Linked DNA regions of Oncorhynchus mykiss: region 1 is linked to region 2. The links are chromatin contacts, called in public Hi-C maps. All regions are on one chromosome and are shown on one strand. Each heading gives the region's core, a stretch centred on a gene start, on an enhancer-like site or on the middle of the called end of the contact. The rest is flanking DNA. Distances are from core to core; before and after follow the strand shown. Region 1 holds the start of l2hgdh (L-2-hydroxyglutarate dehydrogenase, mitochondrial). Region 2 holds the start of map4k5 (mitogen-activated protein kinase kinase kinase kinase 5).

What was found. Hi-C and Micro-C count contacts between places; a contact is called where the count stands out from the background.
Region 1: a contact with region 2 is called in a Hi-C map of blood, with 7 times the contacts expected there. The contact joins the promoter of l2hgdh here to the promoter of map4k5 in region 2. A contact is called at or near these places in 2 of 3 Hi-C or Micro-C datasets (blood and liver).

What each region holds. Positions count from the first base shown.
Region 1 is chr19:62,244,828-62,250,898 of USDA_OmykA_1.1, reverse strand. It overlaps l2hgdh (L-2-hydroxyglutarate dehydrogenase, mitochondrial), which reads right to left and starts at 2,172. Exons shown (of 10, transcript XM_036955320.1): 1 at 2,084-2,172. The coding sequence starts at 2,172. It overlaps dmac2l (ATP synthase subunit s, mitochondrial), which reads left to right and starts at 2,311. Exons shown (of 5, transcript XM_021574903.2): 1 at 2,311-2,451; 2 at 2,873-2,987; 3 at 3,206-3,414; 4 at 4,440-4,611; 5 at 4,847-5,444. The coding sequence starts at 2,884. The coding sequence ends at 4,961.
Region 2 is chr19:62,092,642-62,099,653 of USDA_OmykA_1.1, reverse strand. It overlaps map4k5 (mitogen-activated protein kinase kinase kinase kinase 5), which reads right to left and starts at 4,213. Exons shown (of 34, transcript XM_036955319.1): 1 at 3,999-4,213; 2 at 2,848-3,138. The coding sequence starts at 2,955.

The DNA.
Region 1 (6,071 bases), core at 923-3,422, 150 kb before region 2:
ACTACAGCTCAGCATTTAACACCATAGTACCCTCCAAGCTCATCATTAAGCTCAGGGCCCTGGACTTCCTAACAGCCCCCCCCCAGTTGGTGAAGGTCGGAAACAACACCTCCCTCTTTGCTGATCCTCAACACAGAGGCCCCACAAGGGTGCGTGCTCAGCCCACTCCTGTACTCCCTGTTCACCCATGACTGCGTGGCCACGCACGCCTCCAACTCAATCATCAAGTTTGTAGAAGACACAACAGTGGTAGGCTTCGATGGGGCCGCAGTGGAGAAGGTGGACGCCACTGCCCATTTGAATTGGTCCACCCACACAGGCAGTGTGGCGACGAAGACGCAACAGAGCCTCTTCAACCTCAGGAGGCTGAAGAAATTCAGCTTGAGCCCTAAGACCCTCACAACCTTTTACAGATGAACAATTGAGAGCATCCTGTCGGGCTGTAATCACCAACCTGGTACGGCAACTGCACCGCCCGCAACCGCACGTCTCTCCAACGGCTGGTGTGGTCTGCCCAACGCATTGCCTGGAGCACACTGCCTGCCCCCCAGGACACCTACAGCACCCGATGCCACAGGAATGCTAAAAAGATCATCAAGGACATCAACCACCCGAGCCACGGGCTGTTCACCCCGTTACCATCCAAAAGGTGAGGTCAGTACAGGTGCATCAAAGCTGGGACAGAGAGACTGGACAAAAGCTTCTATCTGAAGGCCATTAGACTATTAAATAGCCATCACTAGCCGGTTACCACCCGGCTACTCAACCCTGCACATTAGAGGCTGCTGCCCTATAGACATGGAATCACTGTCCACTTTAATAATGTGTATTGTTGTGAATTGTTAGATATTACTGCACTGTTGGAGCTAGGAATGCAAGCGTTTCGTTACACCGGCAATAACATCGCATGTGACCAATGACATTTTATTAGATTTGATGAAAACCATAACTAGCACGCAGATTGGTAGAAATTGTAAGAAATTGACATTCAACATGAGAAAGGTTGCTGATTCCTCGTGTTGCCTTTTACCGGCAACATCAGGAGAGGAATGGCAAATCTGCAAAAGTCAGCAGGAAGGAGTGGGAGGAGAATAGTTGGGTCAGGTTAATGTTTTTTTTTCCTTCTGGTTATCTAGATCTCTGGTGCCTTTGCGAGGCATTTGTCTTATTTCATCAAATGGTAAGAGTCAGACAAGCTCAATGCGTTTTGTTGATTTTATTAAAACACATAGGGTGTGTCTATCGATTGGTCGAAAGAACTGACGACTTTCAGTTGACCAAGATTTTTTTTGTCGTTGTTGTAGACAGCCCTACTGTTTGCAAAGGTGTCAGGAGCTTGCAGGGATTTGTAGTCTTGCATTCTGTCTACTTTGATGCTAATTAGCATTTTCGAAACAAAGTAAAGAGCCAAATGTATTGATTAAAGTCACCTTGTTCGAGAGAGATTTACAAGGTTATCAAAACGTTAAGCCAGGGTAAACCTACACGAAACACCCCTTATTTTAAGTGTTTCTAAAACTCACAATGGGGAAAAATGTATTGTGGAAAAACGATTGGAACCATTTCCCTGTTTGACCGCTAGGTTTTATGGGTATTATGACACCTCCACTGTGGGACTCTAGTGTATAGAGACCAATCACTGCAGCTGTTCACTCCATGTTAGTGGGCAAATGTACATTATCAAATCAAAACACAGCCTTCATTTACGTTGTGACGCACGGATGTTCCAAACTCCGTTTTTAGACGAGACTGACTTTATGACCAAAGTTGTCCTATTTACATTTTATTGTCAACTTTGACAATCGAATAACTGTCTCCGACTCATATCGATGCCACATATGCCGTTTTCAAAGGGATTCGTTGGTCTTTTAAAAGGCAGCCATTCTTTATTTAATTAAACTTAAATATAGAGCCTGTCGCCGGCGAACATACCGGCTGTGCACATCAAGCCCAGATCATAGTCTCGTTAGTGGAGATCCATAAAGCCCACTGGCAGTTGCCTAGGCTAGACAATTTGGTACTTTCCCACCTCTGCACACACACTCACCCGTGTCTCTCCACTCACCCGTGTCTCTCCACTCACCTGTGTATTCTAGCTGTTCTGCATGTCGTGGACTTTGGCACCGTTGCAAATAAGGCAGCAAATGACGCGCTGTTTAGTGTCCGTATCATTTCGACAGAGATTGAATAGCAACCTATACTCGCTTTGACAGTAACATCAATCGCCGTGCACACATATTGTGTGAATATGTTTTAAACAGCAGTTGTCCACAAGGTTTCTCATGCTATGGCAACTTAATCAAATTCCTTGCTTGACACGAAGCTCCGCCCCTTTGACCCTTCACCCACTTTGAGGAGCCAATGGCAAGGCGCGTCTCTCGTACGTAACGGGTTAAAGGTCAGAACACTGCAGACATGTTCATCATGTAAATACAATAGCGAACTGACAAGGTAAGTCAATTATCAGCTTGTTAACAAATACCTCAACGAATAAAATCTCACACATCTTGATTGCTTTGAACGTTTTGTTTTTTTTAAGCAAATTGTGTTTATTTGTGTCTTGCGTGGTGCTGCATTATCCTACGTCCATTGGTTACTGTCTGCAGCTATTAGGTAATGCTTTGTAACACAGTTGATCTTGGATTAATTTAGCTAACCTGTCTGTCTGGATCAAAGCAACGTGATTCAGTGTTTAGACATCATTCTAAATGAGTGTTTCGATGGTAAAAAAAAAATTTGACACGCATTTTAAAAAGCCCATCAGTCTTACATTAGAGATGACACCCCTCAACGTATATGTTCAGGTCTGAAAGACATTACACGGTATGAAGCTGCTGTCGCAGTAATATAATACTATGTAATGTCTTTTCAGACCTGAAGATAATGAGGCTGCTGTCCAAGCCAGCACTGCAGGCCGTTCTCTCCTCACAGAAAACACATGAGGGCAGCAGACCGTTCTGGGGATGGCTCAATGCTGTCTTCAACAAGTGAGTGATACAATCATCAGTCTTGATCAACAGCATCTAATATTAGACTTTAGCTAACAGAATATTTACCATTTTATCAGACACTCTTATCCAGAGTGATAGATTAGTAATGTACTAATAGTTTACTCAGTGGACCACAATATAGCGGAGGTAGTAATGACTATATTCATTATGTATTTGTAATAATGTAATACCAGTAGTTGCATTCTTGTCACCAGAGTTGACTATGAGCGTATCAAGGCGGTGGGCCCAGACCGTGCTGCTGCAGAGTGGCTGACAAGGTGCGGTGCCAAGGTGAGGTTCCAGGGGTTCGACCGTTGGCAACATGACTACAACGGCCTGCCCACCGGCCCTCTGGGGCGATACAAGATCCAGGGCATCGACGCCACAGACTCTTGCATCATGTACAAAGGCTTCGATCACCTGGGTACGTTATCCAATGCAGCCTTCCGATCTCCAAAACCTTTTTTTTGTTTTTTGGTGTTCGTGTCTCTCTATCCCCTCGACGGTGAGGTGAAACCCTGTGGCAGAGGTCTCACTATTCTCAGAACCAGATATGGTGATTATGCTGAGCAGCAACTCAATTTTGTGTTTACAATCTGACACAAGACACGAATGTCTTGTTCTAGTGACTTTGACTAAATACAAATCAATTTATTAAAAGACAGTCTTCTATTATATCAATTATTCACTTTTAATTTAAGCATTGCATGCCCTCGGGGGGGGGGGGGGGGGGGGGGGGGGGGGGGGGGGGGGGGGCGAATAGAATTCTGTATTTTTAACAAGAGAAAGATTTCAGTTCCAAATGGCTGACTCTAATGTTCAGCTAATCCCATACAATCCGACACCTGGGCGTGTTAAGAGGTGAGGGTGAAAGTTAGTGTCTTCCAGACTGTTTACCTGATGAGTGACGCAAGAGAGCAGGATGTTTTACACCAGAAAGAGAGACTGAGAACACTGTCTGTCACCCTGCCCGGCCTGGTCTGGCATGCTTAGCACTGGGCTCAGAGAAACCTCTATGGAACCCTCTGTAGCCTGGTCTGGCATGCTTAGCACTGGGCTCAGAGAAACCTCGATGGAACCCTCTGTAGCCTGGTTGCAGCTCTTTATCCTGTATTGCAACATCCTGTGACTTGTTGTCATGACAATTTATTTTATTTATTTAACCATTTATTTAACTAGGCAAGTCGGTTAAGAACAAATTCTTATTTACCATGACGACCTAGGAACAGTGGTTTCACTGCCTTGTTCAGGGGCAAAACGACATATTTTTACCTTGTCAGCTCGGGGGATTCGATCTAGCAACCTTTCAGTTACTGGCCCAACGCTCTAACCACTAGGCTTTCTGCCTGCTCCACACTGACCATAAGAGTTGGCAATATAGCACAATCAGATCTGGGACCAAGCTGCTAAAATTAAATGTACGTTGAATTCAATGTTTCCCTTCCCTAGATGGACTAGAGCATGTCGAAGAGCTCAAACTCATCAAGAGTATGTACATAGAGGATGCCTGCTTAGAGAGAATAAGCACCATAGAGAACCTACAGGCCAGCCTGTACAAGATGGAGGTGGTCTCCTGTGGGAACGTGACTGACAAGGGTATCATCGCTCTGCATAAACTCAGGTGGGTCTGCTACTGTGCCTGGGAACATCATTATGGTAGTGTGGCTGTACTATATGCCAACGAGTTAAAAATATGTGGATATTGATCCCCCGAAGCTATAGAAACAAACAACAAGGTGGGGTTATAGGCGGAGGCTGTTTTCATGTTGACGTTCCGGCACAAGGCTTTTCTCATGACCAGTCTCCATGGTTACTTGACTATATTAGTCAAACTAAATATACACACTATCTCCCAGGAGTCTAGAGCATCTGTACCTCAGCGATCTGCCAGGCGTGGTAGAGAAGGAGAAGACCGTAGAGAGACTCCAGACAGCTCTACCTGGGCTGGACATAGAGCTGGACCTGGTCTGACAGACTGAGGATGAACCCACAACCACAGGCTGTGACTGACCGACACAGAGGACCAGTCCGGCACAGTGGGTAGTGTCATGACGACCAGAAGATGCACGTTGTCTTGTAGCAACACATTGTAGCACATAGTAAAGTGTTCTGCAACGAAAATTTGACTCAATGTTTTGGTCCCTTTTTTTTTTTCCCCCTCCCCTGTTTGGTTTCTAGTGAATACGACCCTGGTCCCAGATCTGTTAGTGCCGTCTCACCATGGCCTCCTATGGCCTACTCCTATGGGTTATGGTCATTGGCATAGGAGTTGGCAAGACTGCACCAACACATCTGGGACCAGGATAGTGGGACACGGGACAAATGAGATTATTATCGCAACATGTTTTCAACTGGACTTTATTGGTATTGACTCCAAAACATACGTATGACAGGAATTGTTTTCCTTAATGTTTATTAAATGACTTCATTAAAAAAAGTACAGACTGTAACAAGGCGGAGGATTTCATTGAATTGATTCATTAGTTTTAATAAATGATTGATTTAATTTGGCATTTTGTAACATGTCCAAGAGTTAGACACCTAGAAGTCCTTAACTCTTCTGGTCTTCTGACGGCAGTGTATTTGATTTTAATCATTACTATGTTTAAATATAAATGTCTTAGGGCTCTATTCAATCCGTAAGGTGGAATTTCAGCGTTACAGTGGGATTTAAATTCAGAAGGTAATGTTTGTGGCGACTGGATCCTCAGTAAGAGCTGCCGACGTCGGCTCCATCAGAAATTACATTTATACTGAACGCAACAATTTTAGTTACAGTTCATATAAGGAAATCAGTCAATTTAAATAAATAAATTAGGCTCTAATCTATGGATTAAATATGACTGGTGGTCACCGAAACCTTAAAAAAAATATATATATTTTTTTAAAGGTTGGGAATTAGGTCAGAAACCTGGTGTGACCACCATTTGCATCATGCAGCACAACACATCTTCTTCACATAGAGATGATCAGGCTGTTAATTGTGGAATGTTGTCCCACTCCTCTTCAATGGCTGTGTGAAGTTGCTGGATATTGGCGGGAACTGGAACACGCTGTCGTACACATCAATCCAGAGCATCC
Region 2 (7,012 bases), core at 2,964-5,463:
AACAACCAATCAAACTCAACCCTCATGGGTTTACTTCCTGGTCCTCTCAATTTGACAAATATCTCCGTCACATGGGGCGGCTCTAGTGGTTAGAGCGTTGGACTAGTTGCAAGTTCAAACCCCCGAGCTGACAAGGTACAAAATCTGTCGTTCTGCCCCTGAACAAGGCAGTTAACCCACTGTTCCTAGGCCGTCATTGAAAATAAGAATTTGTTCTTAACTGACTTGCCTGGTTAAATAAAGGTTAAAAAAAAAAAAAATCAGTGCCCTACTGCAGACCAAAGTCATTGTTTATGTGAAGGACTTTTCAAATTTGAAGTATTTCCCGCTGACAGTACGGCAAAAAACACTCCCATTCTTGGGCACATGTTTAGACAAGGACCTGATCGTATTTCACTCTGCCTGCCGTAGTCCCGGACCGCATGTCAAATGGTACCCTATTCCCCTATTTAGCCCTAAGTGTCCTGGTCAGAAATAGTGCACTAAAATGGGGAATAGGGTGCCATTTGGAACTTGGCATACGTGTTCACGGCTCGGGGGAAAATACCAGGCACTGCATTCCGCCAGTGGACTGCCTCGGCTGTGGGGGCTCTGTGTCTGGGGTGGGTGTAGCCTTCCACAGATTACTTAGTGAGGCGAGGGCTTGACAGACTGGCTGCTTCAACTATCACACACGGGAGCAAATTGGTAGCCAAGTCATCCATTACAAAGAGGTAAACAAGAACACTTAAAAAAAAATACAAAAATAAGAAAAATAAAAAAAAGTTTGAAATGCAACTGTCTGCACACGTGTGATTTTGAACTTGGGAACAGACAGGAAAATGTCTAGATTGGAAGGCTCAAATTCCGATCCAATAAATTGTCCCTTTGTTAATACTCTCTCCTCATAGCTTTGCCAGGAAAATGAGAAACTGGCGCTGGATCGCACCTATCTTTCCCTACCAATCCATCTAACTTCTACTATAGCCACATGCTCCAAAAAACAATAACTGAGGTGGGGGGGTTGCAGTACAATGCTTTATTACATGGGTTATTTCCCAAATGGCACCCTATTCCCTAAATAGTGCACTACTTTACCAGGGCCCATAGTGCTCTGGTTAGAAATAGTGCACTATATAGGGAATAGGGTGCCATTTGGGAAATAACATCCTATTCCATATATATAAATAGTGCACTACTTTACCAGGGCCCATAGTGCTCTGGTCGAAAATAGTGCACTATATAGGGAATATGGTGCCATTTGGGAAATAACCATGGGTTACAGATAAATAAGTCTGGTGGTCCATACTGGGGAAACTAAATACAACACAGGGTTACTAAGATAAATGACCTGACAAAGTTCATGTTTTTCTGGCAGCGAATAACATCAGAAAGGCATTGGGTTGCCCAAATGAATCCTTCTTCCCAGTTTTAAAGCAGTGTACTGTGTATATCATCGCTACCCATAGAATGATTCTGGTTTCTGACTGTACATCCAAGTATGTGGAACTGCTAAGCAATGTTCTGACAACGTCATCGAAACATACGAAATACCTTCTTTTTTTATTTAACTAGGCAAGTCAGTTAAGAACAAATTCATGTTTACATGCCTGTTCAAGGGCAGAACGACAGAATTGTACCTTGTCAGCTCGGGTGTTTGAACTTGCAACCTTCCGGTTACTAGTCCAACGCTCTAACCACTAGGCTACCCTGCCGCCCCCACCTTCAGAGTAAAGATATTGGTTCAATCCAACGGTGTAGCTACTGATATAAAAATAGGTTAGACGTAAAAACTTATATTCATTGTCGTTGCTACATCACGTGTGGAATTTTCCTTGTTGCACATAAAAGACAACAAAAACAGGAAATCAGCTCCAAGTGATTTTTTTAAATTTAAGAAATCTGTTCATGTATTCCCACGCAATAGTACAAATGTAAGCAAGGTTTGAAATGACTGTTTTAGTCAAACATATCTGTTGGTGGCTTCTTGCGGTCAATTTGCTAGTCTACAAATGATTTGTAATTATGCTCCGCCCCAACTCACCCTCCAACTATCCGCTCCAGAAAAAAAACGAAGCAGAAAAAGAAACAGCCAGCGGGTGAATCTAGTTGAAGATCCCTGGGGTAGACTGCCGTGTCCTTCAGCTACTGTATATGGAACCCAAAACACCAGAGCGATAACATGGCGGGGGGGGGGGGGGCAGATGCTAAACTCATTAGGAGTAAATGAAAAGGTAAATGAAAGCCTTTGTGGTAGGTGACTCACCACTCTAAATAAATCCTCTATAAAACTCCACAAGACAGGTCCCGTCAAAACAGGCAAAAGTGAATTAAGAAAAACGGATAACTAAGAGCTTGATAACATACCTAGGTATAGGTTTCCTATTGACGTCAGGCTGCAAAGACATAGTTTAAAACAGATAACGAAATACTTCACATGCCATGAAGACGAGCATTCACTTTAGTTTCCATTCAAAAACTAAAATGCCCCTGTAACTACTGGCAAACTGGCAACAGTAAAGGTTCAGTGCTTTGCATCAAGGTGCTAGTAGGCTATACAACATACACACCGGCCATCGCAGAACTTCACTAACATCTTGGATATAAAAGCTTTAACACATTGAGAGAAAGAGAAATGAACTACGGGCCTGGGGGAGTGTAATCCTACCTTGACAACTTCATGTCAGTAGCTCTGGCCAGATTTCAATAGGAATTAGATAGGGGATAGAAGCACTCAAGCACAGGGATCTCGTGCCTCCCAACAGATGTGTGTGCTTGTTTTGGTTAGACAGAGATCTAAATTCAGAACACCCAAATCTAATACAGACTGTTTATTCAGTTTGATGGTAGCTTTAAAAAAAAAAATACCTTGTACACATCTCCATATGTGCCGCTCCCAACTCGTTGAATAAGCTCGAAATCCTGCTGCGGGTTTTTTCTTTGAATTTCTCCACTAGGTCTTGGAAAGATATCCATAGCAGCTAGCTAATTGGCTGGATAGCTTGTCAACACCTAGCTACTTTACATTTAGCTAGCTAGTTAGCTTGTGCAAATACACACGTCACTATCATTCGAGAGGAGTACTTCAAGTTGTGATAACTTGCTTCTTCTCTAAAGCTGCAGAAGTGCTGCTTCCAAATCTGGCCTCTGGTCCATTTCCTGCCAATGAGACAGAGAAGAAAAGTTAATGAGGAAACCTCTAGCTAATAGCTTGGTGCCTTGAACTGCACACACACAGTGTTGCTAAATACTGCACAATTTAAACACTTTCCAACCCCCCCCCCCCCCCCCCCCCCAAACACGTTAAAATGGGACTATAAATTGTGCCTTCCATTATTATACTAATGCTATAATGTTTATTATACTTTGAGATTTACTTTATGTTCGTATTCTTATGTTTTGTCATTTATTTTTGTTGTTGCATTGTTGAGAAGGTACATGCAAGTAAGCATTTCGTTGGACGTTGTATAGTAAGTTATACTATGTGTATCCTGTACATACTAACGTTACTAATGAAACTTTAAACTTTAAAAGGTAGCTACAAACCACAGATATAATTTCACAACAAAGACCGTCAAGAATCAACTGATTTGCTGACCAGCCGGTTAGGTATAGAGGATAGCAAGCTAGCTAACAGTAACTAACTTCCAAACGGCTAACGTTAGCTTACGAAAAAAAGTCAGCAGATAAACAATATAGATATAATCACTGAATGTATATAACGTTAGAGAGTTAATCAAATTAGTTGGTTACTATAGCTACCGGAGCGATATTATTAAACTGTTTTTTCCAAAACATTAGCTAAACTTCTGGTTTTCATCCTTCTTCTCTAATAAAATATACTAATTCAGAAAATGGGACACCAGACGAGTGCAATTAACTACCATGTAGAAACTAACAAGTGTTTCGGCCTTCCACTCCATGACCAAGAATAGTCAGCCTGGCTATCTATTTAGCATTACCCCGCAACTAACATGCGCTAACTAGCCGTTAGCTAATCCAACGTCTGCTCCACTTACCAATTACTCCATATACGTTTGACATACGAAAAGTAATATGTTCAATTCCTTTTCATCCCCCCCAAAAAACAAAACAAAAAAACATAAAAGTATTATTTATTCCTCAGAGAAAGTGTAAACTTCTTGCTGGCTGCTCACTCAGCAACGGCAACAAAAAAAAACGTATCTCGGCTGGAAGTCCCAACCTCACGTTTTCGACGTTATCACGTCATTTCCTCCTGTTGACAGTAGGAGCTGCTACTCACTAGGGGAAATATACTTTATTGTCACCTCACGTTTTCGACGTTAACACGTAATTTCCTCCTGTTGACAGAACGGGCTGCTGCTACTAACTAGGAGAAATGTACTTTATTGTCACCCATGCGTTCAACTGTAAACGCTAACTAGATTGCAAGAATAACAACAACTAACATCATTGAATCGATCAAAAAAAATCTATTGAAAGCATTGTTTTTGTCCAGACGAAATGACTGTCACTCTGATATATGACGTGCGACTACTGCCACCTAGTGATGCAAGCAAGCAACTGTAACAGAGAAGAATAAAACTATTCCTGTAGATATTACAACTAAAATTAGAGATTAATTTGGGATCTTCTGTCATGAGACCATTCATATTTAATTGTTGAATTGTATTATTTTTTAGAGTGGTAATTACACTTTCTTCTTCAGCTCTCTACTCTACTCACATGTTTTCATAAATATTTTCCAACCTCATATTTAAAAAGCTCCCAGTTATTACTGTATGAATTGTCCTTTATAGTTCTAAGTATTGTGAGGTGTCCTCAAATCAATTGGGGAGGCTGAGGGGGAAACAGTTTAATCACCTTATTATATTTGAACACATCATTTATTCTATTGAACACCTTAAAAATAATAATAATAATAATAATAATAATAATAAGTCTCCTGGGACTGATGGTAAACCTGCTGAGTTTTACACAACGTTTTCTCAATTTCTGTTAGAGGTCTTTTCTGAAAGCATTGCAAATAATGCTCTCCCTCCCAGTTTGACTCACGGTCTGATTACATTAATACCCAATCCCAAGAAAGACTTGCTTCTCCTCGATAATTGGCGTCCAATCTATCTGGTCAATAACGACTACAAAATATTAGCCTATATATTTGCAAAAAGAATAAAGTCAGTATTGGACTCAATTATAGAAGAGACCCAATCTGGCTTCACGAGGAACAAACATATATGTAATCATATCCGACTGGTGACTATTCTGATCTAATCTTCAAAGATAGTTTTATTGTCTTCATAGACTTTTATACAGCCTTCGAATACAGTGGAACATGAGTTTATATTTCTCTTCCTGAAGAAATGTGGTTTTGGGGAATTCTTTTGTAGTACTATTAAAACTATTTTTAATCAAATCAAATCAAATTGTATTGGTCACATACACATGGTTAGCAGATGTTATTGCGAGTGTAGCGAAGTGCTTCTAGTTCCTCCAGTGCAGTAGTATCTAACAAGTAATCTAACAATTCCCCAACAACTACCTAATACACACAAAACTAAAGGGGTGAATGAGAATCTGTACATATAAATATATGGATGAGTGATGGCTGAGCGGCATAGGCAAGGTGCAATAGATGGTCTTTTTTTTTTATACAATATACAGTATATACATATGATATGAGTAATGTAAGATATGTAAATATTATTAAAGTGACATTATTTAAAGTGGCATTGTTTAAAGTGACTTGTGAACCATTTATTAAAGTGGCCAGTGATTGGGTCTCAATGCAGGCAGCAGCCTCTCTGAGTCAGTGATGTCTGTTTAGCACTCTAATGGCCTTGAGATAGAAGGTGTTTCTCAGTCTCTCTGTCCCCGCTTTGATGCACCTGTACTGATCTCGCCTTCTGGATGGTAGCGGGGTGAACAGGCAGTGGCTCGGGTGGTTGTTGTCCTTAATGATCTTTTTTGCCTTCCTGTGACATCAGGTGTTATAGGTGTCATGGAGGGCAGGTAGTTTGCCCCCGGTGATCCATTATATGAATGGGAACAGCTCCGTGAAGCATGGCACTTCTCCTAGATTTGATTTGAAAAGTGGAATTAGGCAAGTGTGCCCACTTTTGCCTTACCTCTTCCTGCTTGCAACCCAACTTCTTACAAGTTTTGGTAAATCAAGTGATATAAAATGGATCTCTATAGCTGACAGAGATATTAAAATGGATCTCTATTGCTGACAGAGATATTAAAAGGGATCTCTATTGCTGACAGAGATATTAAAAGGGATCTCTATTGCTGACAGAGATATTATCATAAGTCAGCTTGCAGATGACACCACCCTCATTTTGAAAGATGCTGACCAGATTCCTAGAGCAGTTGATGTGATAAATATTTTTTCCAAAGCATCTGATCTTTGTCTAAACCTTAATAAGTGTTAATTGTTTGCCCTTAAAGACAGTGTGATACCCTCTATATGCAATATTCTAGTCTAGGAAAAAGTAACGTACCTTGGGATAACCATATGTAAAGATGCTCATTCAATTTCATACCTATTATTGAAAAAAAAAAAAAAGTTCAGAGGGATTTATCCTTGAAAGGCCGAGTATTGCTTTCTAAAGCAGAAAACCAGACTTACTTATGCAGCCCAGTCCCTACATACAGCCCAGTCCCTACATGCAGCCCAGACCCCTACATGTAGCCCAGTCCCCTACATACAGCCCAGTCCCTACATACAGCCCAGTCCCTACATGTAGCCCAGACCCCTACATGTAGCCCAGTCCCCTACATACAGCCCAGTCCCTACATACATCCCAGTCCCTACATGCAGCCCAGACCCCTACATGTAGCCCAGTCCCCTACATACAGCCCAGTCCCTACATACAGCCCAGTCCCTACATACAGCCCAGTCCCCTACATGTGTAACGGATGTGAAACGGCTAGCTTAGTTAGCGGTGCGCGCTAAATAGCGTTTCAATCGGTGACGTCACTTGGGTAACGATGCTTCGAGGGGTGACTGTTGTTGATGTGTGCAGAGGGTCCCTGGTTCGCGCCAGGG